Linked DNA regions of Mus musculus: all the other regions are linked to region 3. The links are chromatin contacts, called in public HiChIP or PLAC-seq and promoter capture Hi-C maps. All regions are on one chromosome and are shown on one strand. The core of a region is the stretch at or near the end of the contact, and the rest is flanking DNA. Distances in the headings are between cores, read along the strand shown. Region 1 holds the start of Als2cl (ALS2 C-terminal like). Region 2 holds the start of Tdgf1 (teratocarcinoma-derived growth factor 1). Region 3 holds the start of Trank1 (tetratricopeptide repeat and ankyrin repeat containing 1). Region 4 holds the start of Prss45 (protease, serine 45).

Region 1 (2,788 bases), core at 162-2,661, 430 kb after region 3:
CTTTTAGGTCTGTGGTCCCAGAAGGATTTCCACCCCCAGGAAATCACATCACCAGAGGAAAGGGCAGACATTAAACATGGATGGTAAAGGTGGCCCAGGAAGGCTACATCTGGAGTCTGATATAGAAGTCTCCCAGCTAGGAGCTAGAAGCGGTGTCGTGAGTAAAAGGCCAGACACGAGTGTTTGAGAGTATGAGCCAGCAAGAATATTCTCTCTAGCCCTGGGCCCAGCACCCATCCCATAGCCCTCTGGTCAACAACACGGCTTCCTCATACTCTCCCTCCTGCCAACTCTGGGGTCCTGAGTGGCAGGCTGTGCAAACGGTGAATTTGAGGCATGGAAAGTCCAGGAGGGTGTAGAGATACTATCTGTAGATCAGGTGCAGAGCTCAGACCCAGGCCCCTCACTCCCAGCCCTAACAGGCTCACGAGAACTAAGTGGCTCAGAGGTGCTGGGTGACTCACTGAGGTACACCCAGCATTCCTAGTAGGGCCCAGCCTCCCTTCTCACCCCGGGTAGACTTGGTTCAAAAGCTGCAGGGTGAGGCCAAAAAAGTTAAGCTGGGTGCACAGGTGACTCAGCTATTGTCCTTGTGGCCATCTAAACAGTAGCTAGACCTTTCCCTTGCATTCTTGGCCTCTGTCCACACCAGATCGCTCCCAAGCAGGGTCACTGGGGCCTTCCCTGCCCTCACCCAGTTCTGGCCCCTCAGGCCCCTTAAGCCGCACCCTAGCATGGCACTCACTCTGGTATTTCCTGATCTGGAGTGGCATGGACCTTATTTCTGCTTTTCCTGGACTATGCTAGAGGCCCATTAATCAACCTACATGCCCGGTGGGCAGTGGAGAAAGTGCTCCAGGCAAGTGCACAAAACTGTCACACGGGCCCTCCAGTCTTCAGCCCCTTCTCTGCCTCTCTTGCCCTACATGCCTCCCAGTCTCCGCATTAGCTTTTCCCGACTGCATTAGTCAGTTCCAAACTACTCTGCTCCAACATTCGGACATCCGTCTAGGCTCCTCCCAGGCAGGCAACACCACCTTTTCGGCTTCTCTGTCAGCCCTTCCGCCCTGACCAGCCAGGTCACCTGCTCCTGGCAGCCTCTCTCCCTCTGGGTGATAAACTCGCACCTGGGTTCTGGCCTGGACGCAGGGCACGGTGCTCGCGCTCCGCACTGCTGCTAGGGGTTGGACCCCGCGCTGCGTTTAAACCGGAGCCGGGCGGCCACGGGACCGGGAGGAGGAAGCTGAGACCGAAGATGGAGGGCTCGTGACCATGGCAGCGGGAGGAGGAGAGAGCCCCCACCCGCAGCTGAGCTCGTGGGGCAGCGGACCCCGCCCACCGACGCGCGCTCTTACCTGCGCTTTGCGCCGCGGTGCCCCGAGTGGCCGCGCAGCTCCGCGCCGGGCCGCCCTTCCTCTCCGCGCCCCGCCCCGAGGTGTTGTTCGCGCGGGGGCGTCTCCGAGGAGGCGGGGCTCGGCCTCGGAATGTCCCCAAGCCAACAACTCTCTCCCAGAGCCTCTCCCGCCAGACTGCGAAAGCTCCCCTTCGGTCGGTCCGCGAGCTCCCCAGGATCGCACCCTGGCTGTCTTTCGCCTTTTACCTCCCTCTCCAGATCCGAGGACGGCAGGCAGTGCCTGGGGCCACCCCGATTTCCTTACCCACCAACTCTGCCCAGGCTGTAGCTCTGAAATCTTGCCGACCCCCTTTGGGTCACTGGGCACCCCCCCCCCCTCACCCTCACACACCCGCGAAGGAGCCCTGGGTAGATTCGGGAAACTTGTTGCTTAGAGCAGTTGGCCATGATGATCCGAAGACCCTGAACTGGGCATGCTTTGGTAGCAGCTACTGCTGTGTGTAACCTTGAAGGAGGCCCCCTGCATTCATTCCGGGTACAGCCTGAAGCTGGCCAGTTTCCTGTGCCAAAGCCTTCGACCTTGGAAAGAGCAGCGCAGTTCCAAACCAAAGTCTTGGAAGGAGGAGGGACCATGGTTCAAACCTGTAACAAAGAGGCCTGCTGTCCAGCTGCCGGGCTCCCTTTTGGCCAGCAAGCAAGTCACCCCTCCACCTGCAGTGGCACCCGGCCTCTAGGAGCTGCTGACTAGCCTGGCTGAGTTGCTTCTAAGCCTTCCAAGCCTGAGTACAGAGAGAAGCCTGGGGAGGAGACAGCTGTGAAAGAGCAAGGATAGTCCACCTGCCCCCTACCCAAGTTTTGGACAGCCTCCATGCATTCTGCCAGAGAGAAAAGAGACTTCTAAGAGTTTCTCAGAAGGGGCCTGCCAACTTCAGCATCCCTGGCTCCCTTGGGGTGCTTTCTGGTGAGCATTTAAGTTCTGCCAATCTGCCCTACAGTGGCAGGCTCCAAGTTTGTTGCCCAAGAACCCTACCGCGGTTGCTGCTCTTGTTCACTTCCCTGCTCCAATCTTGGTCTCTCCATCGTCAAGAACCCTCCCGAGCCTCTTCTTCCCTCTCCACTCGGCCAAAACATCTCCTTCCTTCCAGCCTTTTCTTTCTTTCTTGTAAATACTTTTTTAAAAGATAAATGTATTACAGGTTCTTTTTTTTTTTTTTCATGTATGATGTGTATGTATATCCATGCAGGAGTGTGTGAGTGTGTGAGTGTGTGTGTGTGTGTGTGTGTGTGTGATGTTTGGCTGTGTCTCCTCTGGTGCTTTTTTTTTTTTTTGAGACAGCCTCTCATAGGCCTTCACCTAACCACATAGACTAGACTGAGTGCCCAGTGAGTACCTGACTGTCCCTGCCTCCCTGTAATGGGATTACAATTGTCTGC
Region 2 (2,700 bases), core at 80-2,579, 370 kb after region 3:
CACCACCACCACCAATTGCCCCTCACCCCCTAGGGTTTCAGGAACTGGAAAAGTGGCTGGAAACTCAGAGTGACAGGGGATGGGGGTGGGGGGGAGTAGAGAGACTGGGCGTGTACAGAATTCCCAGGCCTGTCGGGGTCTTCACTCTCGACTAAAACGGAAGTAAATCACCATAGAAGCCAGGGGCGAAGGTGAGGGAGGGTTTTGTGTTTTGTCATTTTGATCTTGGGTCTTAGCTGTGCTTGGTGATACGTGCTTGTAATCTCGGAATTTGGTGAAACGGCAGCACAAAGGTCGCCGAGTTTCACGCCAGCCTGATCTTGAGACCCTCAAAAGAAAGCAAGGAAGAAAGGAAAAGTGGTCTTGCCCTGTAAGCGCCGGCTGGCTTTAAACTCACTGAAGGCCAGGCTGACCTCTAACTCACTTCAATCCTCCGATCTCCACCTCCCCAAGTCCTAGAACTACGGGCCTTTGCCACCAGGTCCAGCTTTTGTGATCTATATAATAATGTGAGATATATATCAAAATGTATCACTCAGGGATGTGTTTCTCAGCGGGCTCAGCCACAGACGAGCACCTAGCAACAGAGAGGTACAACCCCACTCGCAAGTCAAGGCCCTCCCCATCCGCCCACAAGAAACCGAAGCCAGTAACCCGCAGCTTAGCACTGAGTTGAGGACCCGGAAGAATCAAGTGACTTCCAATAGTGCTTGTGAGGCCACTGATTTTTAAGCTTCAGGCAGCCGCTCGCCCCAGCGCCCACCCGCAGGCTCTGGGCCAGGGCTTGCAATTCAGACGCTGCAGGCAAAACCTCTAGCCCAAACCCAGACTCAAATCCCTCCCGACATTGACCTTCCCCCACACCCAAACAAGTCCTCGCCAGCCGTCAGCGCATCTTCAAGGCCTCCAGCACCCGGCTCTACTGGGAGTAACGACGAACGCAAATGCAGAGTTAAAATTTGGCAGTTACCCTGGAGGTGGTGGAGCACGCCTTTAATCCCTTAGGGGCAGGCAGAAGATCTCTTGGGTTCGAGGCCAGCCTGGTCTACCTAGGGAAACTATTCTTGAAAAACAAACAAAACAACAAATTTTGATAATGAAGTTTCAAATGCCTGTATGGTGTTTAGACTTTCCTAATTACTTTCGTGTTTGAACACCTTGGTAGAATAACTAAACTCTTCAACTCCCTTTACCTATAGAAAATTTACATATAACCAGACTATAGAGAATTTACATAAAAACCAAACTAGTTCACTTCCCTCGGAGCTTCCTGGCCTAGTAATGGGCGTGGGGCCCCGTAATGGGCGTGGGGCCCCGTCTCCCCGCCCACCTGAGGGTCCTACTCAACACCTTAAGTTTCTTTTAAGGGAGGTATATTCCTCCGAAGTCCTCAATCACAAACCGTTTATAGGAAGAAGAGGCCCCATCCCCTGCCGGTCTACACGGAGATCTTGGCTGCTAACTTCCCACAGACTCTCCAGGACGGGGGCCTCTCTCATTTGGCATATCTTTCTTTTTAATCTACTGTTTTCATTTTGTGAAATTAGCCTTTGGGTGTTTCGAGAATGGCTTTATGAACTAAAGCCATCTGCTAATATTGTGTTTCTTGTCTTTTCCTCCAACGTTTTTACGAGCCGTCGAAGATGGGGTACTTCTCATCCAGGTATGAGCTAACCTTGACTTTTTGGTTGCTGGAGATAGCCACTTCGGAAAATCACGTTCTATGACGCTCTGATTTTTGTCTTGCTTGAACCTTGTCAGTAACATTGCTGCTTTTCCTGAAGAACCTGGAACTTTATAGTTAGATACTGCTTTGCCATCGGCTTCTTAAAATGTCAATTTTTTATATTGCCTTTGTGTGTGTGTGTGTGTGTGTGTGTGTGTGTGCGCGCGCGCGCGCGGGCACTCGCTCGCATATACTCGAGTGGAGGTTAGACGATGACTCACTGGAGTCCGATCGATCATTTGGGTTCTGGGCATCCGACTCAGGTTGTAAAGCACCCTCTGGGCTCGTCCCATCAGTCATGTCGGTGACTGCCAGAGAAATAATGCTTTCCTTCTCTTGCATACATAATATTAATCTTACAGCCTAATCAAGACTGCCTCTACACGTTAATGGGAGAGATAAATTCAATACTTAGAAACATTAGGAATAACAAACCAATTGAACTTGGAACCATTTCAAGTGACAGGACAAGTTTTTTTTCCCCGTGGAGCCGGGCGTCGGACCAGCGCTTGCGTGTGGTTGGCAAGTCTTCTCCAACCCATACAGCCATTTAAGAATTTATATATGCAAAAAAAGAATTTATATATGCAAACAATGCACCGTGGAAAAATATGCCGCTTATGCAGAATAGAATGTTTTAGCTTTTTAATTTTATAACTTTAAAATTGTGTGTGTAAGGGTGGGGCCTAAGGAATATTCATGATGAAATATTGGATGCTGGGGACTTGTTTTAAACAGTTAATTCAAAACACAGCCCTTGTTCCGAAGAGTAAGAGTTTATTCCGAGCGTGGCCGTGGCTTGGGAACAAGGATTCATATTGCCCTAAATGAACATGGAAGAGCTTATATGAGCTCCTTGGTAGTCACAGAACAAAAGAAAGTATAAATGTGACTTGTAGACGTTAACTGTGTACGTGTAAATGATGCAAACATTAGCTGTATCAGTGAAGACATCGGGTAGGGCTCCAGCCTCA
Region 3 (2,700 bases), core at 190-2,689:
GGTACTTTCTAGAAAGCACCAAAGAGGTTGTAGATGCCAGCAGTGTAATAGCCTTTCCTCAAAATCAAAAAGGTGCCTTGCACGGGAAAAGCTGAACACTGGGTAGCTGGGGATAAATCCGGGTGTAAGGGACCGCAGAGCCTCTGGCTTTCCACTCATCCTCTCTAGCTAAAGATGCAGTGATTGCGACAGTGCTAACTGAGCTGAAGCGGGTCCCCAGGCTGCAGAGCTCACGGACTCCCTTGCCCTCCTTTCTAAATTTTGCTTTTTCTTTTTTTCCAAGTTGCACATCTCCCTAAGAACTATCCCCAGGCAGCCTCTCTCTTGCCTGCCTCGGTGAAACGCCCCCAGCAGAGAGCAGAGTCCCCCCCAGCGGGGCCCGCGAGCCCTCCGCGGCGGGTTACAAGTGCGCAGAGCCCGCGAGTGCAAGAGTGCGGGGGTTGGGGGCCCGAGGACGAACCGGGCTGAGCCGGGCCGAGCAGCAGGCTGAACCCGCGCTCCTGAGCAAACCGCCCCGCGACTCGGGTCGGCGGCGGAGGGTGGGCCGCGGAGGCCGCAGGGATGGAGGACCGAGGCCTCCCCCTCCAGGGGGCAGCCCGCGCCCCGCGCTCCCCGCCGATGCCGCGCCGTCATCCCCGCGCGGCTCCGCACACCTCGAGCCAAGCTGTGCGGCGAGGCGCGTCCGCCGCGGTGTGGCCCGGAGGCCCCTCCGGGGGGTGGGGGAGGATGGGGGTGGGGGTCCCCGCAGGGAAAGCTCCGCCGGGCACCGCTGCCCGCCCGGGCCGTGTCGCCCCGCGCGCCTTCCCGCGCCAGGCCGCGGTCGAGGGAGGGAGAAGGGGGGAGGGCAGACAACCCCGCGGGGCCTCGGGGACTCGGGGCCCGCAAAGCCCCAGACGCCCCCCCCCCAACCCCCGCCAGCTACGCACCTTGCCGCGCGCGGGTCCCACATGGCCGGGACTCGCCGCCGCCGCCTCGGGATGCGCGCAGGTGACACCGAGGCCCCGCGTTCCGAGGCCGGGGCCAGGCGGAAAGCTGCTTCCCGCGGCTCGTGCGGGACCGGCTGCGGGAGCGCCGCGCAGGCCGAGTCCGTGCTCCCACGCGGCTGCGGGGGCCCGAGAGCCGTCACGTATCGCCTCGCGGCGGGAGACGAAGGTGTCGCCTTTGCTCCGAGGAGAGTGTCGCGTCCCGCACCGCCGCGCGGGAGAGGCCCGCGGCGTGGCGGCCCGGCCTCCGGGGCCGAAAGCTTCGCGCCGGGCGCGCGGGACCGCGGCGTGGGGCCCCGTCTCGAGCTGCGTCTCCTCGGAGGCCAGCGGCGGCCCGCGGTCGTGGAAGCCATGGCTCGGCGAGCTCGCGGCGGCGCGCTCCCCTCGGGTCGTCCCCTCAGACGCCGACGTCGCACTCACCGCGCGCCCGACGCGCCGTTCCTGGAGGTCGGGAGCAGACCGGGCAGCGAAGCTCCGAGCAGCGCGACGCTCGTCGCCTCCGTCATTTGCCGAGTTCCTGTCACGCGGGCGGGAACCGTCCAGGCGCCTGGCAGAAGGGCCGCGAAGTCGTGAGGGTGAGGCGAGGTGGCTCCGAAGCTCTCCTGAGCCGGGATGCGTGCTCGCCCCCCGCCGGGTGGTCCTCGCGACTGAGGGGACAGGAGTCACGTTCCCACCCTCCAGGGGCCCGGGACCCAATCAGAGGGCGCGGCCGCTGGCACGCTGCCTCCTGGTGGCTCATGGGCCTCCTGGGCCAGAGCCCAGGGCGCGTCGAACAGCGGAAGACAGGAGCCGGCCGGGGGAGGCGGAGGGACGAGGCCAGGAACACCGCGGTCCTTCCCAGCTCCTCCAGGGGAGTCGGAACCAGTCAGCCCTGACCAGCAGCCTCCTTCTGGCCTTCTCTCAATTCGACCCCCATGCCACCACACACGCACTCACGCACACACACAAATGTGAGGCGCCATTCCCCCTCAAAACCCTTGGGTGGCACCCCACTGCCTAGGGCTGAGCCTTTAGGCTCCTCAGTGTTAGCCTAGGGTCCCGGACACAGTGCTCCCACAAACGCTTGAACTCCAGTCATACCCCCACCCTGGTGGGATTTTTAAAACGCTGGTGGATGCCTTTGCTTCTGATTTCTTATGGCATATATCTCCAGGGTGCAATTTTTAAAGCTTTCCAAGACATTGTATCAAGTAGTAGAATTTGAAAGGCTTGCTGTCATGAGACATTGCTAGACCTTTCATTTTAAAGAGATTTTATAAAACCTTCTCAGCTCTAACATGTTTGGTACACCACCAGCAACAGCACCACCACCACCACCACAGCCTCATCATTTCCACTTCCAAAAGGCCTAGTGGGTTTCCTACGTCAGAGTAAGGCTAGTGGGTTTCTTATGTCAGAATAAGGCAAGAGATTGTGGAGGCAGTACAAGAATAAAATGTGCATCTGTGCTTTTCTGTCCATTTCCATAGCATTGACCTCTAATGTGGACTATACTCTTCAAAATCATCACATAAGTAGATCTTGCTTTTCAAAATCACTTCAACTATTATCAAAATGAGGTGTTGGTGCTGTTAAAAAAAAAAAAAAGCAATCCCCTGCTGCCCTCCTATCTAACAACCCTTTGAGTCTTTCCATGCTTATTTAATTGCTCTGTTCATGTCTGTAAACGTGTTTGGTTGCTACTTGGAATACTTCTTCCCAGTTTCATACACTATCC
Region 4 (2,742 bases), core at 92-2,591, 480 kb after region 3:
GCCAGAGGCATCAGGTGAATCCAGAAGATGTGGCCGGTGGAAGAGACGGCTGAGAGGAGAGAATACCGGGAAATGTCTCAAAGAGGAGAAAAACAAAATAAATATTGATTTAAAAAAATCTCTCCAGGAAGAAACACAATAGTATATTCCAGAGACTCTGGACGAGACACCCGACATCTGTGGTGGAGGAGAAAGATAATGTGTGGAGATGATCGGCTCGGTTTCCCCGAGGTCACTGGTCATCCAGGGAACAAAGAGGGAAGAGGCAAGGGACCAAATAGCACCTTTCAGAAACAGCCTTACATCAGAGATGAGGCTGGGTGGCCTGATATGGGTACTGAGGAGGTGTGTGTGTGTGTGTGTGTGTGTGTGTGTGTGTGTGTGATCCCAGCACTAAGGAGGTGGAGACAGGAGTTTCAGGACATCAAGGCTACCCTAGGGCTCATGAGACCTTAACCCCAACCCCCACGAATGAAAGAAGAAAAATGGGGGAGAGGCTGAGGGAGAAGCCACAGGAAATTAAAAAAAAAAAAAAAAAAAAAAAAAGGATAGAGATGTAAAACAAACAAACAAAACCAGGAACAGTAATGGGAAGAACACAGCAGGAATGGGCTGAGGATTACATGGGAAATAAATAAAGTGCTAATGACTCTTGGGGAAGGCTGGCCCTGAGAGGGAGGGCACATATTGGGATGGTGGTGGAGCAGGACCGATGTAAGCCCCGCCTCTCAGTATGGGTCGGACCCTGCTCCAGCCCCACCCCACTCAGGAAACACTCTCCCTTTGGCAGTCAGATTTGGAGGGATGTCTGGGGGCTGTGGGGCAGAGGAGTCTGCGAAGACAGCACTCAAGGGCTTGGACTCTGCTAGCGATGGGGGAAAAAAAAACCCAACGTTTAGAACATCATCCTTTTGAGAGGATGGACACACGGAAAGCGGGAGGCGCCTGTGCGTGAAGGGAGGCCAGGGATGCTCCGAGCATCTCCGAGCCTGTTGTCTCCAGGAGGCTACAGCACGACACAGCAGTGGCCTGAGGAACCTAGGAGTGGCAGAAGAGAGGCGACAGCGAGGTGGGGATGGCACACAGAAGTTTCAGGTGGCGGAAAGGAAAGGAATAGCCAACCTGAGCAAGACTGGAGGGGAGAGGACACAGAAAGAAAGGACAATGGAGAAGGAGGTGCCTGCCTGACCTAAGTTTGGCCGCGGAGGCAGCAACAGTAGCGCCGCAAAGCAGATTAGGATCCAGCGCCTCAAGGATCCAGGCCCAGCGTCCAGGCCGCGCAATGACGTAGCCATACATGAATATTGTCCCTAAGGGCAGCAGAGATAGCTGCGGCGTGCTGTCACGTGCCCACATCCCAGTACGCGATGGCGTCTTCGACACATGACTGACCTGGCGCCAAGAGCCTGACCGTGCCTCTTCAGGTCCTTTGAGTTCTGGCATCTGGACCCACTCTCGTCCTTAATATGACTTCAGATCCCTTGACTGGGACTGGGTCTTAGATTCCAGATCTATGACAGCACCCCTAGTGCTCTAAGATCCTGGCGGTGCATCTGGAGCCTAACTGGTCAAAGATCCCTGGGCTGGGATTGGCATCTTGATGCCCATCCAGCCTCAGGGTATACCTTGTTCTCAGCCTGTTGCACAAGGAGTTTCACGGTCACTATTAACAAGGACCGGGAAAGCCCAAGAAAGCAAATAACAATATGGTTAGGAAAAACGGTTTTGAGAACGTAATAGCTGAACTGGATCTAAGACTAAATCAAGATAGGAGCAGGGTGCTGAATAAAGAAGGCAGCTGTCCTCTTCCAAGGACCAGCAATATGACAGGATGTTACCACTGACAAATACTGGCTAGTTTTTGTTGTTGTTGTTGGTTTTGTTTGTTTCTTTTTGTTTTGTTTTGTTGCCTGGCTTTGGGCATAAAGAGAGCTTGTCACAAAAGGATGATCTTTGTGGATTTACTGAGCCTAGCAGAGACTGGGAAGCGATCATCAAAATTCCTCTGTTTCCTTTGTTTATTCCAGGTGTCCAACAGAGCTCTGGGGACCCCATCACCCAGCCTGTTCGTTTACATTTTATTTTTATGTGTATGAGTATTTTATCTGTATGACTGTCTGTGCACCACAGTATGTGCCTGATGCCCACAGAAGCCAGAAGGCGGCATCAGATCCAATAGAGTTGGAGTTAGAAGCCACCATGTGGGTTTGTGTGAATCAAATGTGGGCCCTGTAGAAGATCTTAATCCCTGAGCCAACTCTCCAGGCCCCCAGCCTGGCGTTTAAATGAATCTGAATAAGTAAACGGTGCCAATCGCATATCGAGGCAAGCAAGAGAAGGTTGCCTTCTGCCGCTGTGTGGTTCCCAACGTTAGGCCTCCTCCATACAGCTGGACCAGCAACGCCTGGGAACTTGCTAGAAATCTTCATCCTCAGGCCCTGGCCAAGACTTCCAGAGTTGAAGTTGAAAACTCCCTTAGTGAGACCAATGATATGGATTTGTTTGTTTGTTTGTTTGTTTGTTTAATTTTTTATGACAGGGTCTATGGTGGTTTGAATAGATTTGCCTCCCCCCTCACCCCCATAGATTCAGGTGTTTCAATGTTTGACCATGGAGAGTGGCACTTAGGAGGTGTGGCCTTGTTGGAGGAAATGCATCACTGTGTGGGCGGGCTTTGAGGTCTCCTGTGCTCAAGCTCCGCCCAGGGTGGAATCAGAGCATCCTCCTGGCTGCCTGCCAACT

Evidence for each region. Promoter capture Hi-C pulls out the DNA fragments that hold promoters and counts their contacts. HiChIP or PLAC-seq counts read pairs in DNA pulled down with a chosen protein or histone mark.
Region 1: a contact with region 3 is called in a promoter capture Hi-C map of embryonic stem cells, with 7 times the contacts expected there. The contact joins the promoter of Als2cl here to the promoter of Trank1 in region 3. A contact is called at or near these places in 2 of 39 promoter capture datasets (both in embryonic stem cells), 2 of 484 Hi-C or Micro-C datasets (both in embryonic stem cells), 1 of 115 datasets of contacts at active chromatin or transcription factors (embryonic stem cells) and 1 of 9 other capture datasets (embryonic stem cells).
Region 2: an H3K4me3 HiChIP or PLAC-seq map of embryonic stem cells shows a contact between it and region 3, with 2.9 times the contacts expected there. The contact joins the promoter of Tdgf1 here to the promoter of Trank1 in region 3. A contact is called at or near these places in 3 of 39 promoter capture datasets (the C10 cell line, cranial neural crest and embryonic stem cells), 3 of 484 Hi-C or Micro-C datasets (all in embryonic stem cells) and 6 of 115 datasets of contacts at active chromatin or transcription factors (embryonic stem cells and epiblast stem cells).
Region 4: a contact with region 3 is called in a promoter capture Hi-C map of stem cell-derived epiblast-like cells, with 3 times the contacts expected there. The contact joins the promoter of Prss45 here to the promoter of Trank1 in region 3.

Annotation. Positions count from the first base shown.
Region 1 is chr9:110,878,797-110,881,584 of GRCm38.p6, reverse strand. Als2cl (ALS2 C-terminal like) reads right to left here and starts at 1,411. Exons shown (of 27, transcript NM_001146059.1): 1 at 1,356-1,411. It overlaps Tmie (transmembrane inner ear), which reads left to right and starts at 1,512. Exons shown (of 6, transcript NM_146260.3): 1 at 1,512-2,315.
Region 2 is chr9:110,944,787-110,947,486 of GRCm38.p6, reverse strand. It overlaps Tdgf1 (teratocarcinoma-derived growth factor 1), which reads left to right and starts at 1,329. Exons shown (of 6, transcript NM_011562.2): 1 at 1,329-1,663. The coding sequence starts at 1,644.
Region 3 is chr9:111,310,478-111,313,177 of GRCm38.p6, reverse strand. It overlaps Trank1 (tetratricopeptide repeat and ankyrin repeat containing 1), which reads right to left and starts at 1,439. Exons shown (of 22, transcript NM_001164659.1): 1 at 927-1,439. The coding sequence starts at 1,336.
Region 4 is chr9:110,833,187-110,835,928 of GRCm38.p6, reverse strand. Prss45 (protease, serine 45) reads right to left here and starts at 1,341. Exons shown (of 6, transcript NM_153172.1): 1 at 1,190-1,341. The coding sequence starts at 1,295.